3 separate regions of the Sus scrofa genome follow, and regions 1 and 3 are each linked to region 2. The links are chromatin contacts, called in public HiChIP or PLAC-seq maps. All regions are on one chromosome and are shown on one strand. The core of a region is the stretch at or near the end of the contact, and the rest is flanking DNA. Distances in the headings are between cores, read along the strand shown.

The links. HiChIP or PLAC-seq counts read pairs in DNA pulled down with a chosen protein or histone mark.
Region 1: an H3K27ac HiChIP or PLAC-seq map of alveolar macrophages shows a contact between it and region 2. The contact joins two enhancer-like sites. A contact is called at or near these places in 1 of 47 Hi-C or Micro-C datasets (embryonic fibroblasts) and 1 of 2 datasets of contacts at active chromatin or transcription factors (alveolar macrophages).
Region 3: a contact with region 2 is called in an H3K27ac HiChIP or PLAC-seq map of alveolar macrophages. The contact joins two enhancer-like sites. A contact is called at or near these places in 2 of 47 Hi-C or Micro-C datasets (epiblast stem cells and undifferentiated spermatogonia) and 2 of 2 datasets of contacts at active chromatin or transcription factors (alveolar macrophages and skeletal muscle).

The regions. Positions count from the first base shown.
Region 1 is chr14:13,363,966-13,367,940 of Sscrofa11.1, reverse strand. All of the region lies in intron 1 of MSRA (mitochondrial peptide methionine sulfoxide reductase), which reads right to left. Among named protein-coding and RNA genes, the nearest start is that of MSRA, 31 kb to the right of the region's middle. Within about 2 kb of position 2,405, at least 6 of the 83 cell types and tissues checked have an H3K27ac peak or open chromatin away from gene starts, as enhancers often do. A contact at or near this core is called in alveolar macrophages, where this site is marked.
Region 2 is chr14:13,120,004-13,123,959 of Sscrofa11.1, reverse strand. No RefSeq gene overlaps it. Among named protein-coding and RNA genes, the nearest start is that of KIF13B, 22 kb to the right of the region's middle. Within about 2 kb of position 2,544, at least 31 of the 83 cell types and tissues checked have an H3K27ac peak or open chromatin away from gene starts, as enhancers often do. A contact at or near this core is called in alveolar macrophages, where this site is marked.
Region 3 is chr14:12,889,544-12,893,391 of Sscrofa11.1, reverse strand. It overlaps HMBOX1 (homeobox-containing protein 1), which reads right to left. Exons shown (of 11, transcript XM_005670463.3): 11 at 1-3,848. Among named protein-coding and RNA genes, the nearest start is that of HMBOX1, 200 kb to the right of the region's middle. Within about 2 kb of position 2,326, at least 6 of the 83 cell types and tissues checked have an H3K27ac peak or open chromatin away from gene starts, as enhancers often do. A contact at or near this core is called in alveolar macrophages, where this site is marked.

The sequences.
Region 1 (3,975 bases), core at 1,156-3,655, 240 kb before region 2:
AACAGCTTGTCAGTTTCTTTAAAAGTTCAACTTATACTCACCATAGGAACCAATAATTTCCACCCCTCAGTCTATCTGTGAGAAAACACGTCCACACAAAGACCTACACATGTACATTCACTGGAGAACTTTTCTTAATAGCCCCAAACTGGACACAATCCAAAAGTCAATCATGTGGGGAACGGATAAACAAAATGTGGCCTACCTTTCACTACAACACAGTAAAAGGATGCAAGTTGCTAATACATGAAACAATACAAAGAACCTCAGAAACACAGTGCTAAGGGAAAGAAGCCAGACAGAAAAGACTACATGTTGCACTATTCCATGTCTACAAATACATTTAAAAAGATAAAACTACAGAAACAGAAAGCAGATTATTTATGTCCAGGGGTGAGGTGGGAGAAGGACTGATGGCTGATGAGCAGGAGAGAATATTGGGGGTTGATGAAAGTGTTTTCAACTGAAATGCACTGATGGTTTCATAACTGTATCAATTTATTTAAAAAATCATCAACCCATATGCTCAGAATGGATGAATTTTATGGTATATAAATGAAACCTCAATACAGACACACAACATAATTAAAGTATTTAGAACACTAATTCATCCAAGATACTGTTAATAGGCCCCAAAGGGCAGATTAACTAAAACACTGTCCCCACACTGAAAGATCTTCCAGCCCCTTTCTTACAGTTGCAAAAATAGGACATGTATATGAAATGACAGCTATCTCATAGGAAAAAATGACTGCCAAATAAATGGAACAGGTAATGAATGTGATAAAGTCCGGAGGAAGAAGAGTGACCAGGAGTAAGGTGTTGAGGAGGCCTTACAGAGGAGCTTGGTCTTAACTTTTTTTTTTTGGCCGTGCCAGTGGCATCCTGGGCCAGGGGTCAAACCCACTGATGACCACAGCAGTGACACAGGCCGCTATAGTGACAATGCCAGATCCTTAACCCGCTGCTCCACAAGGGAACTTCTAACTAACCTTTTAAGGATGAATGATAATCAGAAAAGTGGAAACTAGTGGGTAGTCTTGAGAAAAAACCCAAAGGCAAGAAAGGGCAAAACACATCAGCCATCAGCGGGGCAGTTTGGCTAAAACTGAGACCCACAAGGAGAGCAGAAAGGGTCCATTCTGTTTGTTTGTTTTTGTTTGTTTGTTTGTTTGTTTGTTTGTTTTATGGAGGTTCCCAGGCTAGGGGTCAAATCGGAGCTACAGCTGCCGGCCTACACCATGGCCACAGCAATGCAGGATCCGAGCCGTGTCTGCAACCCACACCACAACTCACGGCAATGCTGGATCCTTAACCCACTGAGCAAGGGCAGGGACCGAACCCTCATCCTTATGGATACTAGTCAGATTAGTTGCCACTGTGCCACAATGGGAACTCCAGAAAGGGTCCTGGTAACCACAAAAGCCCAAAGCCTGTACCTTCTCCTGGGGTTTCCTCAAACCTCAGACATCCAAGCACTATACTTATGGGTTTTGCCATATTTAAAATTACAGCATGATTTGTTTACTATTGGCTTAACAGTCTTTAAACTCACTTTTTCACATAGATTCTTTTCTCAAGGAGACTTTATAATACAATTGCACAATGAAAACCAGCATTTTATTTGTCAGAAATAGAAAATACTGTAAAAAATGGATGTTATTAAGAGAAGCCTGAAGCTGTCTCTGTCTTAATAGAGATAGAGGCCTAATAGCTGGAGGTCTATCTCTATTAAGAAGAAAGATTAACAAGTGTTGGAGAAAGGTTAAAAAAACATTCAACATTCAAGCACCAAACTGACACTTTCACCTTGATATAATCAGAAGAGCTGAAAGACAGTTGAAACAAGCAATAGTTTTCTGCCATATCCTTGAACCATCTAATATCATCCTGTGTTAGAAGTCCCCACACTGTGCAAATTGTAAATCCTAATAGGAGGAGCTGGGGGGGGGTGATAATAATAATTAATATTTATTTAGCATTTACTCTGTATAAGACACTGTTCTAAACATTTCTCTTTTATTTCATTTAATCCTCATAATAATAATACCACCTCATAAGTGTATAATCAACCTAGTTTTCAGGCAATGAATATGAGACACACAGTTTAACTAACTTGTCCAAGGTCATACTTGCCCAAGGTTGTATAGTTAATAAAAGGCAGGGCTAGAACTGAACCCAGGCATCCTGTCTCCAGTATCTGAACTGAACTTCTATGATGGAACTGATTCTCATGTGAAATGATATTTCAGGAAGATTTATCTGGCTATTTATCTCCTGAACTAAAGGAGAGAAAGGCCAGAAGACTATTGCAATGCCCCAGGCATCATAGGCCAGCTGGGCCTGGAGGGTTCACTGCCATTTGCAGTGGGCAGTAGAGGGCAGCAGAGAGCTGTGGAGCAAGAGCTGGGTCCCTGTCCAGACTTCCGGCCATCAGCTTCCGGTGGAGAAGAGGGACCAGGCTAAGGTCCAAGTCAGAGCTGCAAAGCCTATACTAGAAGGAGAAGGGCTAGGAACATCACCTGTCCTTGAGTGGTGGGGGGAGTCGTTATTGGACATGGAATGAGTCGAGAGAGAAGGCAGAGGTACTTAAGGAAGAGTGTCTTGGCACACCCTGGAGGCCACCCAAGACCCTCTCACACTTAGACATTGCACAAGTTCTTCCACATTTCACTTCCAAATGTAATAGTGACATCATGACCTCTTTTTTTATTCATAAACGGATTTCAGGTCTTTCAAGAGCAAGAATGTGGCTGTACCTTGGCCTAAACTTCCTTTTTTAGATTCAAAATATGCACTTAGGACTGGTATCTAGTTCTCAAAGTGTTTTAAAATTAAAATTAAGAAGCACATTCAAATAGCATTTCCACGCTTCTGACAGGTCTGAAACATCTTGAATACAGACACCAATCATCCACAGACATCAAAATTGTTTTACTACCTTAAATCTTCCAAAATCATTGTTTGAAAAAAAAATAAGATAGCGATAAAACTGACAGAGTAAGAAAAAAGAAAACCTCCTCAAAGAAAATTTCCTATGCACATGGAAAAAGAAAGACTCAAGAAATTAAGAACAAAAATAATTGATCTGGACTCCCAATTTCATGCTAAACTCAGGCTTCATTAAATAAGTAGAAAACTTAGGCATTATAGGTTTGTGATTTACTCTTGGAAAAATGTGATTTATTATTTCCCAGGAGAAAAGCTTTAAGAGCATCAATAGATTTCTCTGGATATCAAATACTTCTCCATTATTGTGAGTAAATTATATTTAGATCAAAATCAGATGGATTAAATTTCCCTTAAAACACCCAAGAGATTTAGAAAATACAAGGAAGCATGGTCACATACCCCAAAACAATATTTATCCTCATACTTCCATCGAAATATCTCCCCATTAGGATAATTAGCCAGAGAACAAAACTAACCTGAGTTTTCGATGTACTAAGTTCAAAATAACTTGGTAAAATTAAATCATCACCTACTGGTGCTAAAATCAAATTCATAATCTTTGGCGCATATATCCATGGAAATATGCCTTTACATTTTTATTTTTAATCTGGAGAAAAAGGTATCTGAATTAGTGATATGTTGGACAGGAGTCTAAACTTTATTTAACTATTGCGTACACAACAAAGAATGTAAATAACATTAAGCACCTCAAAATTCTTGATAAACTCATCCCCTCATCAGTGCCACAAGGTTCGTGGCTTAACTATTCTCATCTGTGTTATTTTTGTCTTCCTGACTAAACTATAAACTCCTTAAGAGAGGAGATTATTAATTTTTAAATCATCCATTAGTATCATGCTGACCCATCTATTTGTTCTGTAAATATTTACTGAATACCTACTATGTTCAAAGAACCCTGGTAGGTGCCATGGGGATAAGGTAATGAAGCAGAAATGAAACCAAGCAGGACTCTGTGGGGTTCCTGGGCACACAAGCCTTTCTGTGTTCCCCATTTCTTATTTT
Region 2 (3,956 bases), core at 1,295-3,794:
TATGAAACAGCCTGAGTGGTTCAGTTCTGCAGCTATTTCTGTGGAAGGCCTTCCACTGGGAATACACCACAAGTAATGGTCATTGGGTTCTTAGTTACTAGGTGCCTAGGACTCTGCATTTATTTCTTACTGCACACCTATGGAATGGGCGTTGCTATACCCATTTTACGATGGAAGAAACCGAGGTTCAAAGACATTCACGTTCCTGAAGTCACACATATGACAGGAAGCTTCTGAAGGAGATTCCAAAGATCCCTGCCTCCTGGTATCCCCACCACACTGTGTGCTTTCCCATCCCCTGGGGAATGAGCTAAAACCAGTGGCTGTAATCAAAATAATCCAGCAAAAGTGATGGGATATCACTTCTGAGATTAGGCTACCAAAGACCAACTTTCCTCTCATTCTCTTTCTCTCTGGGTCTTCTTTCCTCTTCCTTTTTTTAAATTAATTTCTAAATTTTTATTAGAGTACAGTTGATTGACAGTACTGTGTCAATGTCTGCTCTACAGCATAGTACATATACAATGGAATACTACTCAGCCATAAAATAGAACAAAATAATGCCATTTGCAGCAACCTAGATGCAACTAGATTCTCATACTAAATAAGTCAAAAAAGAGAAAGACAAATATCATGTAAGATCACTTATATCTGGAATCTAAAATGTGGTGCAAACGGTCCCACCTACAAAACAGAAACAGACTCTTCTTTCTTTTTCATTCTGATGAAGGAAGTTACCATGGGGAAAGCTGTCCTATGGAGAGGCCCATGTGAAGAAACTGAGGTCTTCAACCCAGCAGCCCTTAAGGATCTGAGGTCTGCCGACAACCACACAGGTGAGCACAAAAGCAGATCCTCCCCAAGCTGAGCCACCAGATGAGACCACAGCCCCCACTGACATCTGAAATCCCGCTCAGTCACAGCCAGATGCCTGACCCATGGAAACTGAGGTAACGAACATTGTTGTTCTTAGCCACTAAGCTTTGGGTAATATGTTTCACAATAAAGAACTGATAACACACCACTAGTAAGAGGCAATCAGATATCTGACAGGTCTGAGACCACTTCCTAGGCATGGTTATACACTAACAAATAACTAAATCCTCAGAGGAGGTACCTCTGAATAGAAATTTTAAGAAGAGTCCAGACAATGTAAATCATCCAAAGTAGAGCTAAACTTTTTTTTTTTTCTTTTCTTTTCCTGGCCTAACCTGCAGCATGTGGAAGTTCCCAGGCTAGGAGTCGAATTGGAACTGCAGCTGCAACCTACACCACAGCCACAGCAACACTGGCTCCAAGCTGTATCTGCAACCTACACCACAGCCTGCGGCAACGTCAGATACTTAACCCACTGAGGGAGGCCGGGGAATCAAACCCTCATCCTCACAGAGACTATGTCAGGTCTTTAACCCACTGAGCCACAACTGGAACTCCCTAAACTTATCTTTAAAACTCACTTAGTCTAACCCTTTCAGTTTACAGTTCAGGAAGCTGAGGGACTGAGATATTTCCACTGCTCCCATGGCATTTGGGAAGGGCCAGGACTTGGACCTAGTTCGTTCCCCGTCCAAAGTCTTTACACTGCTTCATCCTCACTTGCCTTGCTATTTAAGGCAGGAATAATGACTTCTTGGGTCTTGCTCACTAACGTGTTTTGTATAAATGGCCTGTATGTGTTAGGAAGTAATGAATACTTGTTGCAAGAGTAGAAGACCAACAAATGGTCCTTGATGATCACAATGAAGAGAAGTTGCTCAATGTGTCTTCATACCCGTTGTCCTCACCTCCTTCCCCAGCAGCCAGAAATGGGCATGGAATTGGTAGGAACCCTGGGTAGTGGGATACCTGGCAGATTTCTGGACAGGAAACTGTGATCAGGCTACACGTAGGCAAAAGGGAAGGAGATAGAAAAGCTAAATTAGCCAGAACAGTGCAGATATTTTGTGGATTCTGGGATGTGGAATGTTGTTCAGGAAATTGAGAATTTTTAAGAGCTCAAAGGAATCCTCAGAAGAAGAAGATAGTAGTATTTGCAGAAGTCTTATCAAGCACCTTCTCTTCTCCTTGAGCCTCATTCATGAGCTGTAATGTTAACATATGTCCACTAGAGGGCAGCACTTACCCTTCCCCAAGGCAGAATTTTTACCTTGCGCTCTCTCCTGTTCGAGCCTCATTCATAGACTGTAATGTTAAGATATGTCCACTAGAGGGCAGCACTTACCCTTCCCTAAAGCAGAAGCTCTAGATTTTGGTCAAAAAACTGTTTGCCTGCCAAACTGAATTTATTAAAATCGACTTGGGTTTCCAGTTTTTATTTACGAAAACGCACAAATGATAGCTACCATACATTTTGGGTCACTCTGAGATAAGCAGTGTTATAAAATTCTATCTGCCCCACACCAAAATGGCCTCAGATAAATGTAAAACAAGTTATTAAAACGCTGAAAATTTAAAAGAGAGAATTAAGGAGGGGAGGAAAGGAGATAAAGGAAGAAAGGACAAGAGGGAGGAAGTCTGAGACCCTTGTTGACTTCCCAGTTCCCTTGGGATCCAGAAGCTCTGGTTTGGGGAAACCCCAGTCTCAGCCAGGGTCGTCCTGCCATCTGTTCGGGGTAGGGTGGTCCTTTTTTCCTTTTCAAAATCGGGCAGGCAAGCTTCCTTAGGTAGAGCTTCCTAACTTATGTTAAGGAAGTGCTAAATATGTGTTAACAGTCGGCAAAATTCAGATGATTTGAAAAGGAGTGTTAATGTTATAAAAGTTCACCGCAGAGGCACGTTGCCTGCAATAAAAATATTGTCCACCAGGTGGCGGTGTTGCCCTAGCGTCAAACTCTCCTCGGCCTCTTCGCTTCAGGAGGGTCCTGGAGTGTTAGTCTCATCAGTGGCCTCCAAATGTATTTTAATTCCAAATCCAGGAAGAGGGGGGAAAATGAGGGGAAGAATGACTTCTCCTTCCCATCCCCACAGCAACATCCCAATGGCTCTCTAACTGCCCTCCCTGATTTCCACTCTTTTGCCCTCCTTTAAAGACAAGTCTCCTGTTGTTTCTTCCAGCACCACTCCTCACAACAGGCTTAGCCATGTCCCACGGGTGTCCTCAGAACACCAATAAGAATTTATCATCACCATGGTGGGTATATCTTGACCCATCTACCCCCTCTTGAAGGACTGTGACATATATTGTGTGTCCCCAAAGAATACATAGGCATCGTCATTCATGACGTGACAGGTGGCCCAGCAAGGTGCTCCTGAAGGGAATTCTGGATTCAGATCCTAACTCTGCTCTTTTTTTCCCCCCACTTTGGGCAAGTCACTTAACCTAGCTCACCGTTGGATTCTCCATCTATAAAACAAGGTACCACAAGCCCCCTATGGGGCTGTTGGCAGGTTTGAGCAATAAATGCTAGCTACCACGGTAAATAACTCTTTGCTGAACGAAACCAGCTCTACCCAACACATCAGCATCCAATTATTCTTCCTAAGTTGTCACTTGTGTCATATCACTCCCAGATCAAACTCCTGGATCTGCTTAATTTGGACGAAGCTCCAACTCTTCTTAGCTTCCATAGTTATTGATTTATCTCTATTTTTAAAAACACATCTATTATTGTTTAAATAGTTCTTTAAACACTATTTTTGTAAAAGCATGTTTTGTAATTACCAGTTGGTCACAAGAAAATGACTCTTATCAGAATCACTCTTGTCAGGAACAGTTCTGAGAACCTGCCTTTAATTCAGTGCTTTCCAGTTCTGGCTTCATGTTAAGATCGCCTGGGGTGCTTTGTCAAGCATTCCAACACCCAACCCCAGAAATTCCCATCTAATTTGTCTGGGGTGTGGTTGGACATTGGGATTGAAAAGGTTTCCCAGGGAGACTATGGTGCAGCCAGTGGTGAGTGGCACCTCTGCTTTGTCACACCTGGTAGAATCTTCATGCCCACTCACCTGCAACCACA
Region 3 (3,848 bases), core at 1,077-3,576, 230 kb after region 2:
GATCAAATTACCACCAGCAACTCGCTTTCCACTTTAGAACTTGCTGTGCCAGCTGCTTCCCGCCCCCGCGGCACACAAGGACGGGGAGCCCCCAGCCCTTCCCGCCTCTGGCGGCTTCTCGAGGCCGGCTCCCCTGGTTCAGCCTCGCTCACGTTCATCTCGTCTCAACCACAACTGGAGCCGACAAGTGCACGTCCAGAACAGCCTCACTGGCCACCATGGGGCAGTCCCGGCCACCTGCTCACTCTCCACCCAGCTGGGTTCCTCTGGCAAACGCCCGCATGGGTTAAATGGGAAGGCCCGGTGTGTGGGCTGTTCCACTGTCTGAACAAAAATGCTGGATTACTCATGAAAATAAAGTGCCTGGGTATGGATTGTTCCATTCTGCAAAACCTTCTAATGCACCAACAAATCATCTGAGCACTGCTTAGTGGTGTGATGTCAAGTGTGGTCACAGAACAACCTCGTCCACACCACGTGATCAAGGCCCCAAATTTAGGTCAGACTGAAGGTACTTTAAAAAAGAAGCAAACAATCTCACACATTTGCACAGACGCACTTTTGATGGTGTTTCACCCACCCCCCTCCCAACGACAGCCTTTTTGTGCCCCTGAGGGCAGACCCCTGATCACTCCAATCTAGGAAGAGGACGAGGTCGGGCAGCCAGGGGTCCCGTGACTAATGATGGCAAATGAATCATCCTGTTCTTAACTGTGACTATCTCATCCTTCGCCCTTTGGGGTCTGGATGCACCTTCCGGCTGCTGTCAGACACTCGGGTTTCTGCTCTGAGACTGCCTCGCTTTCCTGTCTTCCTCACTTGGCGGCTACAGACTTTGCTGAGAAAGCTCCTTAACAGTCTCACTGACAGGACCATGACCCCCATCAGCAGAAACACCCCTAAAGGAGCAGCAGAGGAAAGAGCGACAAAGCCAGCCTGATGGGCAATGACCACCTCGCCCCGCGTGCCGCCCTCACTGCTGCTCCGCCTGCAGAACCCGGGTACCCTGGTGAGGGGCCGCCCCCATGGCAGGGCCAAGTGCAGGGTCCGGGAGGGAGGGGCAGGGCACGAGCTGACTCTCTGGCAGGTCCCAGAGGTCTGTAACGTGTGTAGGCACTTAAAAAACAAAGAGAAAATTCGTCCTCGGAAGGTACTGCATACCCAACGCGACCTTGGCTGTGGGAGGGAGGGGAGCCCGTGGGGATCAGAGAAGGCTGTGGGCTCTTCCAGGGGAGGCAACTATGATGTTCTTGGCATCTTCTGGCAGGGCCAGCGTCCCACCCTGCAGCCTGGGTGAACCTGCCGAGGCCTTTGTCTTCCGAGGTTCTGCAGAGCAGGAGGAAGGGACAGGGCAAAAAGCCAGCACAGAAGTCAGGGTGGCCCGCTCTGGGCGCTCGGCCACAGGATGGGGGTGGGACGTGGTCCGCACAGACTTGACATCGCTGTGAAAAAACTACTAGGAAAAGAGGAGGACCTTCTGAGAGGAGTGTTCTGGCAAAACCGAAGGGCAATCAAGAGCAGAGCTGCCACTGATTGCAGAGAGCTCTCCCCACCCCCCCGCCCCCATAGCTTTGGTTTTGGCTTCTTGGTGCCCATTTTTGAGATGCAGGATTAAGGGGTTCACTAACAATACTGAAGTGTGGTTTCAGAGGCAAATGATAACAAACATTATCCTGACAGGAGCCCACAGCCGAGCTCGCCATTAAGCCCACTACTGGCGTTTACGCTGCACCCCTACCCATGAGTCTGGCATGAAAACAAGAGTTCACTGCAGTATCACTAGACTGGCTGCTGTTTACAAACACAGCAATGATGTCATTGTGTTTCCTGTTTAACAGCTGATGATGAAGTGGAAGAATGACCCTCACAATTTTATGCTGGGCTCCTAGTTCCAATAAAGCCAAAGGCAGTTTCTATGTTCAAAGGATGCCAGCAACCAGCCTGAGGTCAGACCTGATCTGGAAGTGAGGGGAAGTTGTGACGAGAACACAAGTTCTGTGACCAGCTCTGCCCTGCACCCTGGCTGGTGAGTCACTCCTTGGGAGGAGTCCCCGTCTCCGTTCTGAACTTTCAGTGTCCCCAGCTGCCACCAGAGATGCCAGATCGGGATCAGTGTAACAGCAGAAGGTACACATGCCCTCTCCCCTTCACTTTAGGGGCAGGTTTATATGGTGGGGCGGATAATGGAAAACCCCACGAGTCAGTTAATGAATGGGACAAGGGCCCGCCAATCCCCAGCCGTCAACCTGGGGACCCACTCAGGGGGCCACTCCCAGCAAGGCCTTGCTCCTGGGGTGGTTTCTACTCTCCAGGGCTCAGGGCTCTGGAGATGCCCAGGGTGTGACTAAGTGGTCAAAAGAGAGAAGTGACAGAGCCTGCCCCTGGAGAACCACCTATTTTTGAGAGGAAAAGAGCTGGAAAAAGGAAGAAACATGGAATTTTAGTCGCGACCCCAAGTAGCTTAGTGCCCGTGGCCCTAATCCGCCACACAAGCCCCAAGGTGCTGACCTTGAGCTGGGCTGTGCTTGTTAGCAGTTCTTACTCTGAGCCACAGGGAGCCCACAGCCAATGCTGACAAAACGCCGGCCTCAGGCCATGGCTCTCCAAAGCGCCTGCCTGGCCCCTGCCGCTCACAAGTGGGAATGGCTTAGCAAAACTTCCACACACAAGCAGGATGCCTAAAACTAACCGGCTCTGAAAATGCTCAGAGAGCTGAAGAGAGAGAAAACAGGAAGAGTGAGCTTTTCAAATTCTCCGCCCCCACAAAGTACAACTACACCCAAGGAGTTCCCCTCAGGATCGGACTGTAAGCCAGCCTGGTGTTCCTTCCCAGGAAAAGGCAAGACCTTCATCTTCGCTGCCTCGAGGTGGAGACAGGGACAAGGGACTTGAAACAAGGTTTCACATCACAGCTGCCAAGCCTCACCATGTTCACTGCATTCCTGTCACCGTCGGCAACGGAGGAGCAAGGCTAAGGAGAAGGGTGCTCTGGTGTCTAGGTCATCATGGCAACACTGGTCCAGTGTCGGCACAGGAATGACGGCGGTGTGACAGGGTCTCAGTGGGGACCAGCCAGCGCGGCTCACAAGAAAGAGGAGCAGGTTAAATGAGGTTTCCTTCAGCGGCGCCAGGCAGACATCCCCGTAACATCCTACCAGACCGAAGGAGTGACTGGGGCTTTTACTTGACTCCATTAAGGGGCTACTGCTCAGGGCAGAGTCTGCAAACCTTCGAGAATAAAGGAGATGGTAAGACCCTCAGCACAGTGCCGGCACAGGAGACACGGTAAAGGGAGCTTGAGTGCTCAGGAGGTCTGAACCTTCACAGTGACTTAGAATGACGAGTCTTTACTCTGGTTTCTTGTAAGAATAACTTACTTCTGGTGTTTTCTTCCAAAAAATACCTATTTTGGGGGTGAGAACTAGCTGTATTTTCACTGACTTTGGTAAGCTGGCCCTATTGTTTTCTTTTCAGTGGCGGGTGGGGGTGGGAAAGGAGTAAGTGGGGTAGGGGATTTTGAATCACCAAAGTGGCCTCTGGGAACATCTGTGAAGAGAGATGTCTTGCCAACTCCTTTTCTTCTGAAGTAGCACCATCCTTTAAGCAGCACATCTAATACTTTGATTTCGAAAATAGTAGATTATGTTAGAAGGTTTTAACTGCAGTGATAATTCTATTTTCTTCGAATGTTAGCAGATAATCAGAATGTTCTGCTGGCTCTTTCAATGCATGTCTCACAAATCACAGAATTACACTCATCCAGTCAGTTCTCAGAATTGCTAATCTTAAGACAGATTCTCAATTTAATGGCGACAGTTATCTTTCAGAAATTGGGAAAATAAGAAAAC